Regions from separate parts of the Mus musculus genome. Here region 1 is linked to region 2. A link is a contact called in public Hi-C data. All regions are on one chromosome and are shown on one strand. Each heading gives the region's core, a stretch centred on a gene start, on an enhancer-like site or on the middle of the called end of the contact. The rest is flanking DNA. Distances are from core to core; before and after follow the strand shown.

What was found. Hi-C and Micro-C count contacts between places; a contact is called where the count stands out from the background.
Region 1: a Hi-C map of Sertoli cells shows a contact between it and region 2, with 3 times the contacts expected there. The contact joins the enhancer-like site here to the promoter of Pgap1 in region 2. A contact is called at or near these places in 2 of 39 promoter capture datasets (liver and pre-B cells), 2 of 484 Hi-C or Micro-C datasets (Sertoli cells and bone marrow-derived macrophages) and 3 of 115 datasets of contacts at active chromatin or transcription factors (embryonic hindbrain, forebrain and microglia).

Annotation. Positions count from the first base shown.
Region 1 is chr1:54,822,208-54,828,601 of GRCm38.p6, reverse strand. All of the region lies in intron 2 of Ankrd44 (ankyrin repeat domain 44), which reads left to right. Among named protein-coding and RNA genes, the nearest start is that of Ankrd44, 100 kb to the left of the region's middle. Within about 2 kb of position 1,796, at least 68 of the 459 cell types and tissues checked have an H3K27ac peak or open chromatin away from gene starts, as enhancers often do. A contact at or near this core is called in Sertoli cells, where this site is marked.
Region 2 is chr1:54,555,294-54,561,625 of GRCm38.p6, reverse strand. It overlaps Pgap1 (post-GPI attachment to proteins 1), which reads left to right and starts at 3,942. Exons shown (of 27, transcript NM_001163314.2): 1 at 3,942-4,192. The coding sequence starts at 4,046.

The DNA.
Region 1 (6,394 bases), core at 547-3,046, 270 kb before region 2:
GTGGTTGTTGTATGGGTCCTCCTGTGGGGCAAGCAAGGCCTCTTGACATTTTCTGTGCTGTGAACCCCTGTAGAAAATTGTGAGAGCTCAGGGCTGCTTTTTAGACTATTGTTTCAAAAAAAAAAAAAACAAAACCCATGGAGTGAAACTCTAGGGTTAGACTAAATCAATTATGTTGAAATATAGTTGTAAAAAAAATTTAAAGATCAAGGGACTGAAGATGTCACTCCAGGGGAGAGTGCTTACCTAGCACGCAAAAGGCCTGTGTTAGACCCCCCAACACTGCAAAACAGAGAAAAAAAAATCAAATTTAGGATGCAGTAATCTGTATGCTTATCAAAATTGACCTTATTCTAATCAACTCATAAATTAAAACATCACACAGTGTTTCAAGGCCCCAAACTCTATCTCAGTGAGTGTTTATACAGTTGCAGTGACCGTCTTGAGGCCATGGAGTTTCATTTAGGGTCTTATGCTTTCCCTGTCAATCACACTCATTCATCACAGGAAAAGCAGAAACTATGAGTTGAAACCAGAAGGGGGAAACCCCTACTTTATATCCTGTCTATGACCCATTAAGATACAGCGACGCATCTGGCAGCGAGCATTGCGTTTTGAATGACCTGCCACTACCTCTTGCATAGCTGTGATGTCTCCTGGTGACAGTGTCACACCGACTGCCACTACTCCCGTGGTTTGCTCTGTATATCCACAAAGGAAGGATGCCGGCCCCTATTAAGAAGGCAATGATAGTGAAGCTATACCATTTTTCTTTCTTGATGTAATGTACCTTGGCTCTGGTGAAATTTGGCAACCTGGGCCTGTGGACCACCAGATATGAAAACTTTTTGTTTTTTTCCCAGTGATTGAAGAAAGATGAGGAGAATAGCATTTTTAGACATGCATGGTTGCTAGGAAGTTGAAACAAGTGTCCAGCGGCAGTTTTGTTGGAGTGTGGCTGTCCATCTTGCACACATTGTCTCTGCTGCTCTCACACTGCCTTGCTGAGCCCGGGGTCTGGACTGAGCCAGGGCCACTCAAACCCTGCCCTTTGTAGGAAAAGTCTGCTGGTTCTTGCCCTAGGGAGTCCATGACCCTGGGATGAACCATTGAACTCTCTGCAGCTCTTACTCCCGTGCTCTTTGAAGTTGTTGAAACCTTGTGTGTGCTTCAGCATCTTGCATATTTTGCTGAGAAAAGGGTCAAGGTATTTCACTGAATTCCTAAAAGGACCTATGGCACATCTATCAAAAGATCTACACATAGACTGTATCTGGGACATTTCCAAACAGATCAGTCACTTGCACCAAAGGGCACAAGCATTGGCCAAGAAGTGACCCTTTTGATAGTTTCTTAGAGTCAGGCTGAACAAGCGATTAGGTGCAGGGTGTGCTGCTAATTCACTTAACACAATCTGATTATCAAAGTCCTCAGGTCCCTTAGGGAGAAGAGTCCTCTTTACAGTTTAGTGTTCAGTAGAAAAGACAGGGCGAGTCGTCCATCTTCAGTGTAAGCAGATCTTTTCCCTGGGGTGATAACCTGCCTTTGAGGAGGTATCTCTCTCAGGTCTGCTGGCGGGCGGCTCCCTTCCAAGACAGGTCCTTTGGAGCAGCCTTTGTCTGAGGCTGTCCAGATTGGTGTGGCTTTCTCAAAAGCCTTTTGGCAGCTTCTCCTCAGCTGGCAGTAAGAACAACAGGGCAATGTTTTGAGATGTGTTTTTGCAAGGTAAGCCAGGATGAAGTCAGGGACAGAGGCCTTGCAGAGGCAGCTGGGCACTGGTCCAGGACCTGTGGGGTGGAGGCTATGAAGCAAGTTCACTGTCAAGAGCTTTGACATCACAGGAATTTGCCTAGACTATTTGGTGGCTGTGGGCCAAGCCCTGGCAAGCCTAAGGCAAGGTTACTATCTTTTCCTAATAGTTACAAACAAACAGAACTTTTAATCATCTACATCTCGGGAAATTGTACTGACCTTTGAATGACCTTTCTTTCTTTTTGGAAAAGTAACAACCCGTTGCTGATTGGCTACCTAGGCTTAGCTCTGTAACACATAGATGACTAATGAATGTTTGAAATCCGGAGCTTAGTTCTCTCAGCAACACATGGGAAGAGTGTCCCCTTTTTACGTGGGGTCTGAGGTATGAATGTGAGGTTTTCTAAGGTCACTGTGAGGGTCATCTTCAGTCTGGCTGAAGAAAGAACAATAAACCTAGAGGGGAAGCATGGGAAGGTTTTCCTGGGTCAGTGTGGAGTGTGTATATCCCTTCTGCTCATCCTCCATTTTGGTGACCTGTCATATAGCCACACCTAACTCTGGGGGAGGGGCTATCACTGTGCTACTGCGCCCCTGAAAAGTCAGCACAATCAACTTTGATCTTACAAGCTTCCAGGGAGTTAAAGTGATTCCACTAAGTTGTGTTTTGGCCATCTTTTTCACACTTCAGTTATTTACTGTGTCGCAACTCTGTGCTAAGCATGAGAGACACAGCAGTGGCAAGACAGTGGGCTCCACTGTGGAGCTCACAAAGTGAAATCAAGAAATGAGAAGTCACTTTCCAGGGTTTGCTGGAGGCCAGTCTGCAGGGTCTGAACTGTGATAATAAGCACGGGAGGCTAAGGGAGGTGAAGGGAGGAGTCACCCTGTATCTGCAGGGGATATGCAGCAGAAAAGGCAGCGAAGGAGGACTTGAAGTTGCTGATGACTGAGTATATCAGTAGAGAGACCAGGCCCGAGGTACTCAGTGGGATCTTTCACATTTTGGAGGCTCATTGCTCTTTTTGTTCCACCCACAGCTCCCAAGACTCCCTTCCTCCCCGACTCCCCCTGCCATGTGTGTAAAGGAGATCTTGAATCCCACTCTCACAGGCCTGTAGGCTGTGTTGAACCAATCTCTCACTGCCAATGTAGGTCATTTGGAGCAAGGCTCCTTAATCATTTTCCACGTGACACACACTCTGTGCAAGACATTTTTTTTATGTAACCTTGGGTATAAAGGCATATAAAATAGGTTTGATAAAAACCAAACATTTATTGGCAATAAATTTCTTTTAAAACAACTCCTTTTTGGTATACATTTACTTTTATTGCTTATTAAAGATTAAGGCCAATTTGTATATTAATGAGATCGATATACTTCTAAAACGTTTCAATTTTGCATTAGATATGTGTGTGTCTGTGTGGGTAGGTACATGTGTGTGCAGGTGTGTGCCCACAGAGGCATTGGGTTCTTCGTAGCTACATCTGCAGCTGACTGTGTGTCAGTCAATCAAGGTGGCTGCTAGGAATGGACCATGGGCCCTCTGCAAGAGCAGTGAATGCTTTAACCTCTAAGGCATCTATCCAGCCTCTTGATGGACTTTAAAATTTTTACATAAAGGATCGAATCTTGGATGAATATTTGATGCTGCAGGGTAGAGTATCTTCCGTGTCTTTTAGTTTTTATAATTGTCAGTGTGGTGAATACATGCATGGAATAAAATGGCATGTGTATGTTTAGGACTTTTCAAAAAATTGTTGGAAATGCCATTATTATCCAAATTGAACAGTTTTTCTTACGAAATTCAAACCATCAGTTCAAGCAACAGTTTTGTGTGTACCTCTGTGTGTGCGTACATGGGTTTGTGAGCAGGTATGGACACCTCACTCGTTTTCCTGGGTTCTGGTGACTGGACTCGGGTCCCCATGCTTATCAGGCAAGTAATATTTACCACCTGAGCCATCTCCCATGCTCTTAAAGAACAATTTTAAAATAAAATATTCCAACACAATGAGACCCAAAGATAATACTAATTTGATATATACATGCTAAGGAATGATAGTAGGGAAATAATAAAATTCTTTGTTTTCCACCACTAAATCACAAAATTTCTAAACAAACAAAAACTTTGTGCAGTAAAACCACGGATTTCAACATACAGCAGTCTTGAATGAAGCTGAGCATTGCAGGAACGACTTGTTGGGGTGTGGCCCGATGGCGTGCGCAGTGTTGCATGCATGTCTTATGTTCACAAAGGCACAGTGAAGTCCCGAGGAACAGCATGGGCCAGCTGGATGGAAACACCGGGGTTCCTTATGTGTTTGATTTTGAACTGAAATTTGATCGTTCCACATTCAGACACTTGTGAGGATTGCCAGTTTTTTCATGACCCAATGGTTAAGAAGCAGAGGTCGAGAGAAAGTGAGGTTAACAAAGGGTGTGAGGAGGGAAGACACCCAGTGCTTAGAGCTCAGTAGTTTAGGAAGCGGGTGAAGCTGATGATATATGTATGCCAAGGAAGGAAGTGACCTGGAAGGCGATACCGGCCACCTCTCCTTCTCACCCTCTGCTTTCCTAGCTGACCCCAATGAATCATTATGCTGGGATCAGGCTGTGGACACGTGCTTTACTCTTGGAGTATGCCTCATTGCTTTCATTTTTCAGCTCTGACATTTTCACCTTGATTTACGTTTCATTTGATGGGCCATGGGTTCTTTGCTGCACACCACCCTTTGGTTAGTTGATCATTGCAGAGAAAACAATGCTGTTTGGATTGGCCTCTCTGTGCTTCTCCAAACTTGATTGCCTCCGCTTACTATTCATGGACTCTACACTTCATCTAGATTGAGTTGCCCAATTATGCTTTTCTCCTCCTGTGTTGACTTCTCTATGTTCCAGCCTTATCTCCCCTCTATCCCTACTAATGTCTCCAGTAAGTTACCCTAATTCTTCCTTCTGATGTCTTTATTACCTCCTCCTGACCCAGAAAAGGGAGTTCTCTCAACTCCCACAGTCCTCTCTTTGTCCCTGACCACTTTAGTCTTCTTTCTGAGTCAGTTAATTGTGCCTGCCTGTGTCATAGGTTCAAGAGATGGTGTGTGCAATGACATGGTTGTGCTCACATTCATTCTCACTGTTCAGTTACCCAGCAGCCCTGGCAACACACTGAGAGAATCAGTCAGCCTCACTTATTTCTGATGTCGAGTCACCTTGTTGTCACCTATGTTTTAGTTCCCAGAGAGGACAGATCACTGAACCAGAGGAAGCAGCTGGCTGAGCGAGTGTCCCCAGGTTGCAGCTGGAAAGTGGATGAGCTGTTTGGAAGGCTGACGTCGTGTAGACTGAGTTGAGGAACCTGTGAAATGGCAGGATGATCGCTCTGGATCCTTCTGTTGCTTCTATCATGAGTGGTGTATCAGAGTCTAGAGATGTGGGATAGCTGTTGTATATGCCAAGATATCTATGTAAACTGACCCAGATATGGGTGATCACTAAGGACATTATAGAATCTTCCATTGTAATAATCAAACTGAGCAGAAGGTAGATAGAGAACAGCATCTTAATTTACAACCTCAAAGTTCCTGTCTTTAGCAACTCCAAAATCAGACTTGGAACTCAGTAGGATCCCTTTACAGCAACCCTACACCATGAAGATGGTCTTACTGTGCCACACAGAGACTAGGAAAGAGACAAATTGGTCCTGTGCTGTAGACTTAGGACAGGAAACCATTGCACACAGCTCAAGTGAACATTGTCGTCACATTAAATTGGATCTACGCTGTCATTATGCCAGGTGGTTGTAAGCTACAGCAAGAAGATTTCAGCTCCAAAGCTAAGAGACAGTATACAGGGCTGTCTAAAGAGGAGAGGAGTGTCTTTACAGATGAGACCCTGGAAGGCCATTAGACAGAGCTCCTACAGACAATGCCTGCTACTGCCTCAGATAGCCCCAGCCCTGCCTTGTGCTCTTAGCAGCAGTAGTACTTCATGGCGCTGTTTCGTCTTCTTGTTTTAGTGTTAGAGATACTGGTAGGTTGAGTCAGCATGTAAATCGTCGTAACTTCCTTCTCAGCCTGAAGTAGCTTTAGAGAGCCTTGTCTTCCAACTGTGAAAGACTACACTTCGAAGATTTGTGACTCCTATGTGACACCAAATGTGAGGTGCTTATTTCCCATTAAAAAGAACCACTAACAGCAACCTATGCACGCACACACAGATGTATATGCATGTGCACATGGTGTATACATGCTATACATTAGTATAGCAAATGAAATTAGCAAGTATTCTTCAGTATCATTTAATGCTCAATACATACTAATTAGTAGTCTCAAACAGTTGAGTTGTCCACAAGTTGTTGATTTTAATTTACTCATTTTATACAAAAACCAATTTCGTCATTCATGTAATATTTATCATTTGCAGCAAAGTTTGACCCAAGTACACATGCACTTTGCTTCCTTTCTCTGTTCTGTGAAAGGAGGGGCTCATATGTGACTGTAATAGAATGCATCTTAAGTTAAAAGCAAAGAACTTATAGCAAGCAAAGGGGAAGAAATGATTCATGCTACCACTTTGACTACAGAAAATAATGTAGGTGGTGGAGGAATGTTAATCTCAAGATGCAAATGAGAGAAAAAG
Region 2 (6,332 bases), core at 2,693-5,192:
ATGTAAAACAGGTTGTTTCCATAATCCCACCCTGTTGGTATAATTCTGAAAATTTCGCATATTCTATTCTTATCAACAGAACTTAAAAGGAATTCCCTAGTTGATGGTTAATCTTGTTGAGATCTAGAATTACCTTGAGTCAAATCTCTGAGCATGTCTGGGACAGATTTTTCTAGACTCAGGTTGCTGTAGTGAGAAGACCATCATAACATACAACTCAAGTAGAAAGGAGAAAGGGAGTCAGTCTTTGCCTCCTGACTGTGGATGCAACACCACTAGCTGCTTCAAGCTCCTGTTGCTAAGACTTCCGAGCCGTAAAGGGCTGAACTCTAGACTATGAGGCAAAATAAACTCTTTCCTTCTAAAAGCTGCTTTTGTTGGGGTAATTCTGTCATAGCAACAAGATAACTAATACAGAAAATTGGTCAGGAGTGGGGTCGTTGCTGTCATAAACATGACCATGTGGTTGTTAGGGCTTTGAGATGGAGTTGTGGGAGAAATATGTAAGAGCCTGGGACTTTGGCTTAGAAAAGTTCTTTGATGATGTGAAAGAGCTTAATGGGCTCTTTTGGTGGGAGTTAAGAATTCCACAGGCAAGAAAGATGTGGATAGTGGAGGTCTGATTTCTGAGGCTTCAGAGGAAGACAAGAGCTTTGTTGGAAACAATGGTAGAAAACATTCATGTTATATTTAGGCAATGAATCTAGCTGCATTTTGCACATGTCCCAAGGACTTAAGTGAAGCTGAATATAAAAATAACTAGTCAAGCATGGTAGGACACACCTTCAATGCCAGCACCTGGAAGGCAAAGGCAGATAAAGCTCTATGAGTTCAAGGCCAGCCTGATCGACACAAAGAGTTCCAGCCAGTCAGGGCTTCCCAGTCAAAACAGTAACAACACCATCCTAGCCACTACCACTGCCAAGAAAGCAGAGCAAAACAAACAAACAAACAAACAAACTGAATAACTGATGAGTTTGGCAGAGGACATTTCAAGGCAGGCTAGCATTCAGCCTGTGGCACTGCTTTTGTTCATCACATTTATCTAGGTCTACAGTTAAAGAAAGAGCAACAGGTGGGCAGGATTTTTCTTTTCCTTTTCTTTCTTTCTTTCTTTCTTTCTTTCTTTCTTTCTTTCTTTCTTTCTTTCTTTCTTTCTTCCTTCCTTCCTTCCTTCCTTCCTTCTTTCTTTTCTTTTCTTTTTTTTTTAAGTGTATAGTTTGTCAAGAAAAAGAGACTGGATAATTTTAAATTGCAGTCAATGCACACATTAAAAGCAAGTTTAGTTGTTCAAGAGAAATAGTCTGCTCTTCACTGGGACAAATGCCATGAGGGTAAGACCGTACCCATCAAAGGTTTCAGCTTTTGAAAATACAATTTCATTTGAAAGCTGAGAATGCTGCTGGAAGAGTGCCTTGTTTCTGAGAATGCTCTGGAAAGTGCCTGCCTAAGGAACTTATTTCCCTATGGTTAGCAAGTGTAGGCGGCAGTAGCAGGTCCCAGGAGACAAGTCTCCATCCTGAGCTGGCAGTAGAACTTAGAAGTGCCGTCTATATGATACTAGTTGGGTAAGCATGTAAGATGCAAGATTAAGGAAATCATGTAGTCTTATACCACAGTTTCAGAGAACAACTGAGCCTAGGCAATATGGCAGGACTGGAGTCCCCGAGAGGCTACTGTATGAAGCTATGAAAGCAAAACCCAGCTTGCAGTGGAGACCCAAGGATGTTGGAGATGTCAGAATTATGAGATGTCTGCCGAGGATGCATGCATGGTGTGGAGTTGACTCAAGAGAGAGGCTATGAGGCTGGAGAGCTGACTTGCTTAAGAACACTTTGCTTCTCTTACAGAGGCTCTGTGTTTGGTTCCTAGCACGTCTGCGACAGTTCAAAATGGTCTATAACTCCAGTAGAACTCCACTTCCAGGGGGAATCCAGTGTCTTCTAGTATCTAGTTCTAACATACTTTTCACTAGCATTGGGATTGTCAAAGATTATGGGGACTTTTGAAGTTGTACTAAATGTATCTGTATCATGAGATGGCTAGGATCCTAGAAGGTAATTGTTTAATAGTAACACTGACTGTCAGGTTGACAAGGGGTAGAGTTGTGAAGAAGGTTAATTTTGTCAACTGAATGGGATTTACAAAGACCTTGGAGACAAATCTGGAGACATGTCTGGGAGTGATTTTCTAGATTAAGTTAACTAAAATAGAAAAAAAACTCACCCTAACTTCCAAACCAGATAAAAATGGAAAGAGGGAGCTGAGCCCTAACATGCACCTCTCTTTGCTTCCTGTCTACAGCTGAAAACTGACCTGCTGCCTCAGGCTCTGCTGCCATAAATACCCTGCCACAATGGACGATATGTTGGAATTGTGAGCCAAAACAAACCTTTCCTTAAGTTGTTTGTCCCAGGGTATCATCACAGCATAGGACAAATAACTCCTATACCAAGGGGCACACCACAACATCCAAAACATACATGGTATGCCTTAAATGCTTATTAGCTAACTATTGCCCTGCTACTCAGTATTACCCAGACTTTCCTGGCCCTTCCAAATCTACCTCCATACCTCAAAGCAGCTCACCAGTCCATTTTCCCAGTCCTCTCTTTACAAATAGTCCGTATCTTGTAGCTAGGTGTATTTGCTTAGATATCCAAGTGTTTCTGTCTAGGGTTAAAAAAATTGTTACCCTTTTACCTTTGGATTGTAGCTTCTTGATGTGAATAGCAGGGTTTTGTATAAGATAAACAATTAGCTTCCTTTTCGGTCTTGAAATTCTTTGATTTCATGCATCCTATCCAGCTTTCCTCAAAATATTTGCTAGAAAATTAATCTAATAAAATAAAATTGAGTCAGTGCCAAAGATCATTCTAAGTAAAATTCTGAAGTTAGCAGCACGCACGCACGTGCACACACACACGCACACACACACACACACACACACACACACACAAAACTCATCTGCTGTCTGGTTAGCTTTAAGGGCTGACACCTCATAACATTTCAGCGTTTCGAAGCTGTTACAAGTATTATCAATGGGTTTAATTTGCTTTTTTAAAACCCCTTCCTTTGTGTAAAGACAAATGGAAATTCTTCAAAATGAACTAAGTTATGAGAAAGAGTGGAAGCTTGAGCAAAATTCTCTTCTAACGTCATTGTGGAACCAGTCCCCAGAGACATGGGGGACTTGGAGAGCACCTCAAGTCAGTGCCGACCTGGTCCTGCAGGTACCAACTGGGAACATCATGTTGGTAGGTATTTTTATATTGTTTTTTTTTTTTTTAGACTTCGTCTGATTAAGGCTTCCACCAAGAACAGGATTTCCTTTGACTGTCGTGTGTTTTGTTTCAATGAGCAGGTGTTGTTACTACCTACAGGGCCCAAGTCGGTGGTCTAAGAGGAAGGGGGAAAGCCATTTGTCTCTTCTGGAATCAAGCTAGTTGGTCCTTGAAGCGAAATTGCGGAGGCCCGAGATGGTTCAAAATTGAACAGGATGGGGTTTGAAACTGTTGCAGGGGAAGGTGTGCGTGACAGCCACCTGACACGCCTTTGATGTGCCGCCTCTCTTGGCCAGTTAGCTCTGAATCTCTAACAGTCTCTGGACTCTAGGGCGTTATCCTTGCCCCTGGCCAATTCCTGCGGTACCCACCCGGCCATTCCCTCTCCTGCCTCTGGGATCCCGCGCTCCCATCCCCCTCTCCCTTTCTTCCTCCACTCCCCGTCCCCCCGCCCCTCTCGCCCCCTCCCTTTTCTCTCCATGCCCTCCAGCCCAGCCCACTCCGCTTTCTCATTCCATTTTTTAGGCACACAATCTCGCTCACGCTGCAAACGCCCACAGCCCCCTCCTCCGTGGGCGGCACCGCGGGCCGGCTGCTCGCAGTTGCGCAGGCGCGCTGAGCGGCAGGCGAAGGGGAGGGGGTGCTGGCGGGCTCCGCGCAGGCGCGCGCTGCTCAGCTGGGCACGGCTTGGCACCGGAGTCTTTCCCTCGCTCTGTCTAGGCTGCCGAGCTTCTCCTGGTGTAGAGGCGCTCGTCTGCACCATGTTTCTCCACTCAGTCAACCTCTGGAATCTGGCGTTCTATGTCTTCATGGTGTTTCTGGCGACCCTGGGGCTGTGGGATGTCTTCTTCGGCTTCGAGGAAAACAAGTGCAGCATGAGCTACATGTTCGAGTACCCCGAGTACCAGGTACGGCCCTCCCTTACCTGCGCGCCCACACCTCCCGGGCTTCTCTCGGGCTCAGATGGAACGCTCCGACTCGGAGCTCTCCTGGCACTCGAAGTCTCCTGCTTCGTGCTGGGCAGGGCATCCTCGCCTCCGCGACCCCTCGTCCCCCACCCAGACTCCGGACCCCGACTTCTGACCGCCAGAGAGCCAGCTCTGGTCCCTCTCCCCAATCCTTATACTTCCCGGACCCTCCTTTGCTTGCAAGGAGATGATTTCTCTTCGCGCCCAGTGATGGGCGTGCGTCAGATTTCGCTTTTCTGGAAAGAAGCAGCGTCTTGCAGAGTTGCCAAAGCTGATTTAAAAAAGAGGCTCTGAGGTTTTACCTCTGGGTGAAGTGACAGACTGGCCTGATTAATAATTAAACTGAAAACTATCTAGTTTTCCTCCGGTGGAGAATTTTGCCGATCCACCTGTTCTGTAGGTTTTGAGTCCGTGGGTGTGTGAGTGTGCGTACCTGTGTTTTCGCATGCCTCTGAACAGTCAGTGACCTGCATAATCGATTACGATATCTGTTATAATCGGTTGCATGTACATTCTGGTGTTATTTTGTCTTCTCACTGGGTTTAACAGGATCTGCCTCCTCTTTCATCGCCCCCCCCCACCTCCTCTGTTCTAATTTGAATGCTTTCATTAATTGCTTCATTTGTTCCGCGTAGTAGAATCTAAAATTTCATTCATGACCAGCAGTAGAAAGAGATGATAACAAATTACACAGCTGTCAGGAGAAATTCCCTTTGGTGATATTTTTCTTGAGATTTCTAAATGAATCTAAATTTTGGAATATCTATTATAATAACTCCTATAAAATATGCATAATACATTTTGATAAGGTGCATTCTTAGTATACTTTTAGGATCATAGCAGATTTTTTTTTCTGTCGATAAAGAATGAAAATCAGGATTGAGTCTGTGTACAGGTCCTTATAGAGGGAGCCTGTTTGATGCTCTCTTATTTACATTTAAAAACTGAAGTTTAAGTTGCTGAGGAGCAAGCATCCTTTCCCATGGATATTTTCTAGTAGATGAGTTCCTACCTTGATTTTGCATCAGTGGTTATGAGGGAAAGTGAACACTGCATTTCAGATGCTTTTGGAGATTTTTAACAAGTTAGTGTTAATTCCAAAGCTAATGAACTGATATGATGTTGGCTTATGTTCATTAGAATCTTAATAGTTAAAAATAAGAACTTTAGGGTTTTTTTAAAAACTGAAAATAGAGTTTATTTTAGTTCTCTTTCATTGCCTATGATTTAATAATTTGAAAACTCGGTAATATTGAAGCAGGTCGCTTTAGTGTAGTACTGTATTCAGTGGTTACAATAAAATCATTTTGGAACAATAGTTTCCATTTATTTTTAGATTTCCCACAATTATTTGGTCTGTTTTAATATTTGCAGTAGTAGAAATTGCCTCCATGTTCAGAACAAAGCATATGGATCTCACAGATGGGCCTTGTGCCTCATGAAATTGACTAGAAAGAGAAAATTAGTGTCATTGAGACAAAAGAGCTAGTGGGCTTTTTTTGTCGGTATGTAGTTATTTTGGTACAAATTGCTGTTTTGGAGTTTGACACTTAATAATTTGTGTGCACAGTAATAATCATAGTGGTGGAAGTTTTAGTACACATTTTTAGCAGACTTTGAATGAATTATGTTATTTTACAAACAGAATTAAGGCCTACCTATAGAAATGAGCCCTTTTGAATAAATATTGAGATTTTTAAGAGCCAAGTGGCTTTCTTATGAGTAAAGCTGTACTAAAGATAGCTTATCTCTTGCCTTCTAGATTAGCATTTCTGAAGCTTTCTAATTGTTTGCAGGTTGGTGTCCAGCAGGTGGCATGACCTCCTCTTGATATCTCATCCTTCTTGAGGCCTTTTTCTTTTCTCTTTTTAAAAGTTGCTTATTTGGGAATGCCAGGGCCAGGAAAAAGCAGGGAGTGAATGGGTTGGTGAGCAGGGATGGGGGAAGGGGATAGGGGGTTTTCGCAGGGGAAGCCAGGGGATAACATTTGAAATGTAAATAAAGAAAATATCTAATTTAAAAAAAAGTTGCTTATTTGTGCCTTTCTTAGCTAGTCAGCAAAAAAAGATAAACATCCTCT